3 separate regions of the Mus musculus genome follow, and all the other regions are linked to region 2. The links are chromatin contacts, called in public HiChIP or PLAC-seq and promoter capture Hi-C maps. All regions are on one chromosome and are shown on one strand. Each heading gives the region's core, a stretch centred on a gene start, on an enhancer-like site or on the middle of the called end of the contact. The rest is flanking DNA. Distances are from core to core; before and after follow the strand shown. Region 1 holds the start of Ccdc110 (coiled-coil domain containing 110). Region 2 holds the start of Cyp4v3 (cytochrome P450, family 4, subfamily v, polypeptide 3). Region 3 holds the start of Pdlim3 (PDZ and LIM domain 3).

The links. Promoter capture Hi-C pulls out the DNA fragments that hold promoters and counts their contacts. HiChIP or PLAC-seq counts read pairs in DNA pulled down with a chosen protein or histone mark.
Region 1: a contact with region 2 is called in an H3K27ac HiChIP or PLAC-seq map of bone marrow-derived dendritic cells, with 8 times the contacts expected there. The contact joins the promoter of Ccdc110 here to the promoter of Cyp4v3 in region 2. A contact is called at or near these places in 10 of 39 promoter capture datasets (the 3T3-L1 cell line, cranial neural crest, embryonic stem cells and 5 more), 5 of 15 datasets of contacts at CTCF or cohesin (embryonic stem cells, hippocampal excitatory neurons, large pre-B cells and 2 more), 19 of 484 Hi-C or Micro-C datasets (the AtT-20 cell line, CD4 T cells, the MC3T3-E1 cell line and 13 more), 8 of 115 datasets of contacts at active chromatin or transcription factors (a beta-TC-6 cell line, bone marrow-derived dendritic cells, bone marrow-derived macrophages and 4 more) and 3 of 9 other capture datasets (adipose tissue, embryonic stem cells and liver).
Region 3: a promoter capture Hi-C map of stem cell-derived epiblast-like cells shows a contact between it and region 2, with 2.1 times the contacts expected there. The contact joins the promoter of Pdlim3 here to the promoter of Cyp4v3 in region 2. A contact is called at or near these places in 2 of 39 promoter capture datasets (embryonic stem cells and stem cell-derived epiblast-like cells) and 1 of 115 datasets of contacts at active chromatin or transcription factors (bone marrow-derived dendritic cells).

Annotation. Positions count from the first base shown.
Region 1 is chr8:45,933,367-45,936,066 of GRCm38.p6, forward strand. It overlaps Ccdc110 (coiled-coil domain containing 110), which reads left to right and starts at 1,253. Exons shown (of 7, transcript NM_001033246.3): 1 at 1,253-1,348; 2 at 1,652-1,798. The coding sequence starts at 1,339.
Region 2 is chr8:45,331,898-45,334,597 of GRCm38.p6, forward strand. Cyp4v3 (cytochrome P450, family 4, subfamily v, polypeptide 3) reads right to left here and starts at 1,266. Exons shown (of 11, transcript NM_133969.3): 1 at 868-1,266. The coding sequence starts at 1,081. All of the region lies in intron 3 of Gm30504 (a long non-coding RNA gene), which reads left to right.
Region 3 is chr8:45,884,221-45,886,939 of GRCm38.p6, forward strand. Pdlim3 (PDZ and LIM domain 3) reads left to right here and starts at 1,267. Exons shown (of 8, transcript NM_001374652.2): 1 at 1,267-1,452. The coding sequence starts at 1,360.

The sequences.
Region 1 (2,700 bases), core at 3-2,502, 600 kb after region 2:
TACACACCCAAATGTTCAGGAGAGATGGGATGAAGTCAGCAATTTGCTCTTAATAGTCCAGGAGGACAGGCAGATAGTTGGCGAATGGCTTACCACACAAGCATGAGAACCTGAGTTTGATGTCCACGGTAAAAGGCCAGGGGCAACATGGTGCACATGTCTGTCGCCCTTTGTCCACATTGAGGATCCCTTTGGGCTCACTGACCAAACAATAGAGACTGTCTGTGAGCTCCAGGCGCAGCAAAATACTCTGCTCCAAAAACTTTAGGTGGATCTCAATAAATAAATACAGCATAAGTCTCTGACTTCCACACTCATGTACACACACACACACACACAAACACATACATACATACCTGCATGCACACACACACACACACATACAACACACACACACACACAAAACAAATTAATAAATCTTTAAAACTTAAACCTTTTCTACTAAAGGTCATTTTTCTGATAGATTAACTGAGAAGTTATCCTAAAATAAAAGTAGATTTCTGCTGAGACCAGTGCACAGATTAAAATTGAGGTTAACATTGCAAACACTTATCATTTTGTTTTACAGTCTATGCCAACTGTTGTGACTTAGTCATCTCATGAAAATCTCCAGGTGATTTCTATGTAATAGCCAATACTCACCGTCACCATCCACAAATTAGAGTTGTCACATAATATTTCATTGTTACATTAATACCCAGCATTTGATGAACTATATTATTTTCTTTAGAATAGTGGTTTAACAGATGTATTAGGCTGAAAAATTTAAATGTATTAAAGCTGTCCAATGCGACCAAAAAAAAAAAAAAAAAGACTGTCGAGTCTTGTAAAAACCATTGCTCCAGAAAATAAGAAATTATAGCTCATGAACATTAAACCATCATGCCTCTTCCCTGAAAGTAAGCCAGGTGTAATTTATTAAGTAATAAATTATTACATCATAGTGGCTGTCAATTCCTACTCACAGTGATTTAAAATTCAGTTCTCAATGACTGTATATTCTATCTGAGATAACTGATTTTGCAAAAATAAGTCATATGTATTTATTGAAAACTTTTACTTAAAAGCTCGTGTTTTCTAACCAGTCACTCAAGCTCTGCTTCCCGGGGAAGCACCCGCCTTTTTCAAGTGTTTTATCAAGTGTACAGGAAAATCAGTGCACTTCATATAAATGAAAACCAATCACATCGTCTGCATCAGCTCCGGAAAAGGGTGGGGGTGGGCAGGGCTCCCCCCCCCCCCGACCTCCGTTACTAGGCAACGGGATGCTGCGGCTAGAAGCGGCAGAGCTGAATGCTTGGGGCAAGGCAGTTGGTGGAGAGATCTTAAGCGACAGAAATGAGCCCCGGTAAGAACGATCCGGGAGGCTGTCCTCTAGAGGGAGGCTCTGGGAAATGGAGGATAGTGGAACCACACCCATGTCCCTTCATCCCAAAGCCTCCGGAGTTTTCCGGATGGGTCTGGTGTGCGTTATCTTCCCGACCTCAAATCCCCTGCTCAGTGAGAAAGCACTCGCCTGCCCCCTGGCGGGATGCCGCCTTCACCCCTATTTGCAGAGTTGACATCTCTACCTGATCATAGCGCGCCCTCTGGTGGCCACAGAGGGCGTGGGCGACCCGAATGTCCGTGCCTCGCTTCTTCACCTTCCCAGGCTACCTTCCAGCTCCAAAAGCTGTGCTCGGGTCTGTTCCAGAGAAGCACCTCGCGGAAGAAGATGAAGTTGACTCCATTCTCCTTTCAGCATCCAAGATCCTGAATTCCTCTGAGGGGGTAAAGGAAAGCGGGGGCAATGAACCAGGTAAAATCTACGTTTTTGCAGTAAATATTGGTGGGAAATGAGCTATAGCATGGGGAGGATATTTGAAAGAATTCAAACAGCCACGAGTTCCGATAAACAAAGACTCAGATGTGTAGAGTAACTTGAGGACCACAGAACACTGCCATTGGGATCTCACTTCCTGAAGAGAAGCCCAAAGGGACAGCACCCCTCTCACATGGGTGCACAGTGGGACATCAAGAGAAGGAGCCAGGACTTATGAGCAAAGGTGGCTTTTAGATTGATGGGTGGGACCCCAATCGTGAGTTCCCCAGGTGAGGCAGAGAGAATTGATGGAGTAGACATGGGACTGGGTTCCTTTTCACACGTTAGCCAATGCAAGGCCACACCTCCCCTGATAAAAGTCAACTTGATTGAAGATGGAGAACATGGAGGATGAGTAGACCATCGCTTTCTGTATTCCTCTGTTACCAGGCATGAAGACCTGTAATCTTCCCTGAGGAACCAGCAAAGTGGGGCAGGGTAACGAGACTAAATACCATCACAGATGGTTAAAGACATTTAAATAGCCTAGTATTTACCCCTGCGCTCAACAAAGGTCAGAAAAGCTGGAGTCGCCTCAATACGGCAAGCGCATGTGTGTTGCACTTAGAGGCTGAGGAGATGGTTTCAGGAGTGAAGTTCTTACTGGGCAAACATCAGCTCGAATCCCCTGTAAAGGTCAGACTCAGGGGAGACAGAATCCGGGAAGCCATGGACCATTTAGCCTCATGAACACAGCAGCAAATAAGAAGAGTTCACCTCAAACACAGTAGATGACTGATACTCCTGTGATACTCCACAGCATGACTTATACAAATAAGAGCAGCTAGTTAACTAACTAACATAACTAACCTTAACTTGTCAGGATGCGTATGAGGGGT
Region 2 (2,700 bases), core at 16-2,515:
TTAAAACCTATATTAAAGAAGATTTAAAATTGATGGTCAGCCCGTAAAACAACTATTAATAGTTAATCTGAAGAAAAGGTAGGATCTGGTGTAGGTTCTTTTAAAATGTGCCATCTGGAAGTCTCTTCTCAGTTCTGGATGTCCAGGCTTACACAGCCATGAAGATTAAGTGTTAAGACTGAATACACTATCTCTAACAGGGAACCACAGATACCACTATTTTTAAGAACTTTCTGACTTTAGGTATTTTTCTAAAGCAAAAGAACAAAATTTTTTTGCATAAAACATTTCTTTAAAATTATTTCAGGTTTAAAAAACACCACCAACAACAATAACGACAAAAACCTCTCCAATAAGTAAGATTTTTGAACCTAGCCATATAAATTTACTTCAAGGCCCTTGGCAGTAGAGTCTGCTGAAGTGGCCTTGAAAGACTTCCTCAGAAGGATTGATCTACAAAGGCCAAGAGGATTTTAACTGCATATCAATCAATTAATTTTACTTGGAAAGACTGTAACCTGTTCTATACACACATGCTATATACACATATGTATGTTTGCTATGCTCGTTATAGGATGGGAGGCACAAAGCAATTTGGCAGGCACTAGAGTGGAAATGGGTATGGGGAGAATTAGGAACTTACTCCCTGGAGGGTAAGGGTGAGTTGGAGGGGTGGGGGTGTGGAGGTTGGAAGATTTCTTCTTTCTCCTAGCAGGTCTGAGGGATGTGAAGACCTCAATTGTGGCAAGAAAAAGTTGGGAGGGAGTGGGAGCAGTCCATTAAATAGGTGTCTCTGACTGACGAGGCGCCTAACAGCCTTAGTTAGAGTAGTAGACGGAGTAGACACTTCCTTGTACATACACATACCTGCGTTGTTGGGCTTCATATAAAGCGCGTGTCCCACCAAGGGGTAGGCGCGGGCCACCGACGGGATTGACCGCATCTGCTGCCATTTCCGCGCGTAGCTTACCAGCATCGGAAAGATGCTGATCAGGATAGTGGCGCCGGCCAGGGAGACCGCGCTCGCTGCGCCCCAAAGCAATAGTTTCTGCCCACTGAGCCCTAACCACAGCCACAACATCTCTCTGATTCCCCTCTTCCCTCTGGATTGCCAGTGAGAAGGTGGCGACCAGTCGCTGCCGGGTGCAGAGGAGGGAGGGACAAATTCGGGAACTCCAAGCTCCCGGCTCAGGGCTCAGGAAAAAGAACCCCCGGGGCACACCAGGTCCTCTCAGATCTTCCAGCTCTGGAGCTGGGAAAATCTGTAGCGTCTGCACCACGCCCTGGGGACAAACTTTCCGAGGGGGCGGGGAAAGCTCCCGCAGGTTTGTTGTGATGCCCTGCACGAGTCTGCGTACTACGCGCCAGCCACTGGGGTTCAAGGCGAAAGCGAAAGACCGGAACAACTTCTGAGCTCTGAAGTTCAGAATGCACGTGAAAGCTCACGGTGTGGAAAGATGAGGATGGCGGAGGAAGTCGAATTTAGGGTAGCTTCGGGATGGAGAAGAAACTAGAAATTCGCATCGCCAGTTCCGGACACCCTAGGGCCGGCTAATGTGGGCTGTTAAGAATTTTGCAACTCCCTTGCTTTGTGGAAGGATTACAGATCTCATAAGCAGTCTGTTTTAAAAAATTCAAATGAAGAGTCCTCGGTGTCGAAAGGCAGTTTTTGGAATTCTAAATTCAACTAGCCCTTGCGCAAACCTGCATCAGTTGCTGCCCTAGGGCAGGGCCGGTTGCCCAGGGGCACCGGACACACTCTGGCCCCTGCTTCAGGGTCCGGCACAGCAACCGCCTTCCCATGACCTAGAAGTTTAGGGAAGCCACGTATCCAGTGAGTGTCAGCTGACAGACTGAATCACCAGAACTAAAGGAGAACACAGTCTAGCACTTCCCTAAACATTCTCTGATCAAGGAAAGCCAGAACTAGAGAGAACAAGGGTGGGGATGGAGGGGCTCAGAAGTGGGTGGAAGAAGGCATGCTATGAGGAGGGTTGGCAACAGTAATGGGGCACAGTCAAAGTGAAGCTAAAATGCCAAGCCTGCAGAAAGGGAAAGGCCAGAAAGAAGAAGCTAGCAAAGTTATTTACTAGCTACCCATGGAGGTCTCCAGCCTGAACAGGAGTCCCTGTTCTACACCCCATTGTCCTTACCAAAGGGCAGGATGAGAAGTGCCCTTGCCTACTGCACACTGGGGAGAGTGCCAAGAAAGTTGAAATCCACAGATGCCCTGGATTCTCATTTTCTTGAGAATGTTATTTTCATACAGAGACTGCATGGTGTGCCCACAAACACCCGTGTGGCCTCTGGGACCTGAAGAAAGCACATCTAGGGCTTTCCTCAGTTGAATTTTTAAAAACGTATTACATTCTTTTTAAACTGTATGCAAGCATGGAGATCAGAGGACAACAACCCACCATGTGGTTTTGGAGGCTCAAACGCAAGTGGTCAAGTTTGGTGTCAAGCTCTTTGGCCAGCTGAGCCATGTTGCCCACCCCTGCAGTTACTTTTTACAAAAGAGCCATCTGGTGTGTACTGTCAGGAAAAGAAGTTCATAAAACATTAAGTGAAAGAGCAAAAGAAAACAAATGACGAAGCAAAATATACATTGTTACATTATCGTAAGTATTCAAAGTAGCATGTTATATAGTGTATGTATCCACACTAGTGTAGAACATTAATATATTTCATAAAACATAG
Region 3 (2,719 bases), core at 17-2,516, 550 kb after region 2:
TTGATTCTACACTACATCTAAACCAGGATGCTACCCAGACCCCCCCCCCCCACACACACACACACACACCTCTCCTCCTGGTCCAAGCAGACCCTCGAGTTGAGCTAACCTGGATTGTTTATTTTACTTCTACCATTTGTTAGCTATAGGATTTGATGTGAGCTCTTCCAATTCAGAGAAGCTATTCGCCAGCCTGAGAAATGACACCAGCCAAAACAAAGGCACAAAGACACAGGTAAAGCAATCATTACCACACCTGGACCACAGAGGTGACCAACAAATCTCCTTGGTGACCTTCTGCCGTTTCCACTTTCCCAGACGGATTCCTTCCATTTACGGGTTCTTAAATCACTTTTTTCTTTTCTCCCAGTACATCGGAACAGAATGCTCTATTGCAAGTGCTCTGCTCTGGGTCCCCTTTACTCCCACTCCCACAGACACCTTCATTTTGGCTGCAGCATCCAGAGAGGCGTCCTGACTCTTGCCTCCATGTATTAAACAGCCGTGTCCAACATGCAGAGTCTAAGCAGTGTGCTGCCGCCTGCGGCTGGGATAGTTGTGAATGTAGCCCAAACTTAAAACGAAACGTACTTAGCACGCGGTGAGATATTGAGGGGTAAGCAGGGCAAAAGAGGGGGTGATTCCGAGCGTAAACTTCACAGATAACAAAGTCATTTCTGTATCACAAAGACAAGCACAATCTGCGTGGGAACATATATTTTAATTATAGAAATACTCGACTTTTTTTGTTTTTTATGCTGTGCGGGGCGCTGCACAGAAACATTTCATTTTATTGCCACCAAATCCTTCCAATACTCCTACAAGTACAATAATTACTCCTGTTTTTACAGCCGAAAGAAATGAAGACTTTAACTTGACCAAAGCTAGATACTAAGAGAGAACATCAACGCGTGCACAAAACTGCTAAATTCCTAAGTGCCTGGTTGTGCTTGGGTTTTATTTTAATTGAAAGCATAGAGGCTGCGGTGTGATTGCTTTTAACTTCCCAGTAAAGTGCACCGCTGAGCAAGTAGACGATAAACAGGAGGACAGGTGTTACTTAATGGAATGATGGAAGCTGTAACCCGAAGCCTCCTTGGGCGGGGAGAGGTCTGGGCGACTGCACCCAGCTGGGAGCGCCTCTGACCAGGCGCTGTCTCTCACTTCCAAAGTTGGAGCTCTCCTTGGTGGGAGGGGGCGGGGAAGAGGGGAGGCCAGTGACGTCACTCGCAGCAGGGATAAATCTCCGGGACAGCATTCCCAGTTAGGTCGCAGCCCCAGGAGCTAAGTAGGTTGTCCGGTTCCGAGACAAGCGCTTTGCAGAGCCACCGTCGCTGGACCCACTCGAGGGAAGGCACCATGCCCCAGAACGTAGTTCTCCCGGGTCCTGCGCCCTGGGGCTTCAGACTCTCTGGGGGCATAGACTTCAATCAGCCTTTGGTCATCACCAGGGTAGGTGTTTTCCATTCTGATTTTGTGCTACAGGTCACCTGGCATCCGAGAGTAGCCCTGGAGTTAAAGAGAGAAACCAAGAGACCCAGGGAGGGAGGCAGGATGGTGCACTGGCGGGGGCCTGAGCTTCTGGCTCCCAGTTAGACTTCAGCAACAAGCTGGAGGATGCAAAGCAGTTCTGAGATTTAATCAAGGCAGCTCACAAACTCTGCATCCCTTTTCCTTGGTCCCCAGCCACATTAGCCAGAAAGGTCAACTGACAGTGCTGGGCTCAGAGGAGGGCTCCATAGCTGAGGGGTGCTTTTGGCTCCCCACCACACACACACACACACACACACATCAGATATGGAGAGCAAGAAAGAGGTGTCACTCTAGTGGTTATTTGGTGGCTCTACACTTGCATCTGAGCAGTTTTCTTGCCTGGATGGGAACTTCAGCAGGGTACTGTTCTCAGGGCACAGCTTGGACTGGCCAAGTCGGAACCTCTCATATCAGCCAGACAGGGAAAATATTACTAATGTGTATTCCTCCGTTTCCAGGCATTTTGGATAAATATTTTTCCAAAGCTTGGAACTTGGCTGACGAAGCATTACCTATAACTCAAACTGCAAAGAAAACCTGGGCTATAGTTTACCTGATAGAGAGCAACCACTCAGTCTAATAACTTTAAAAAGGAAGACTGTAGTAGCAAAAAACCAAACTGCCTTATTCCAGGGTATCTTAAGCAGAACCCAACAAGAAGGAGGGTGTAAAAATGAAACCCAGGGTTCCTTTTCTGTCAGCAAATTTCTAGAGTAATTGTTAAGCATCTAGTTGATAACTTCCTCAACTTTTGAAAGCAATCTTTTCAGTTACTCATGCAAGCCGTTCGAAACGTGAAAGCACAAACTTTTAAATGTTATCATTTTATGTTCCAAGTGTTATGGTTTTCTTATTTTATGCTTCTCTGCTCATGCTATATTTTATGAATACATGCTTTATAACCTGATCAATCACAGGTTTTGAATAGGGCACTGTACACACATTAATATTATTTGTGGCGCCCTAAGCTTTTGAAGAAGCCCAAAGCGTGTATCATAGGGTTGCATACAACGGCTCATCTCAAGCTTTGTTTTACATTTTTCAAAAAAACATGTAAACACATCTGACATGTGTTTTTATATGAGACATTAAAACATCCCCCCAGAAATGCTCTTAAGTAAATTAAGCAGAAAATGCTTCCATGGTGTGGGCCAAGCCATTCCTTTTATAGATTTACCAAAGAAAA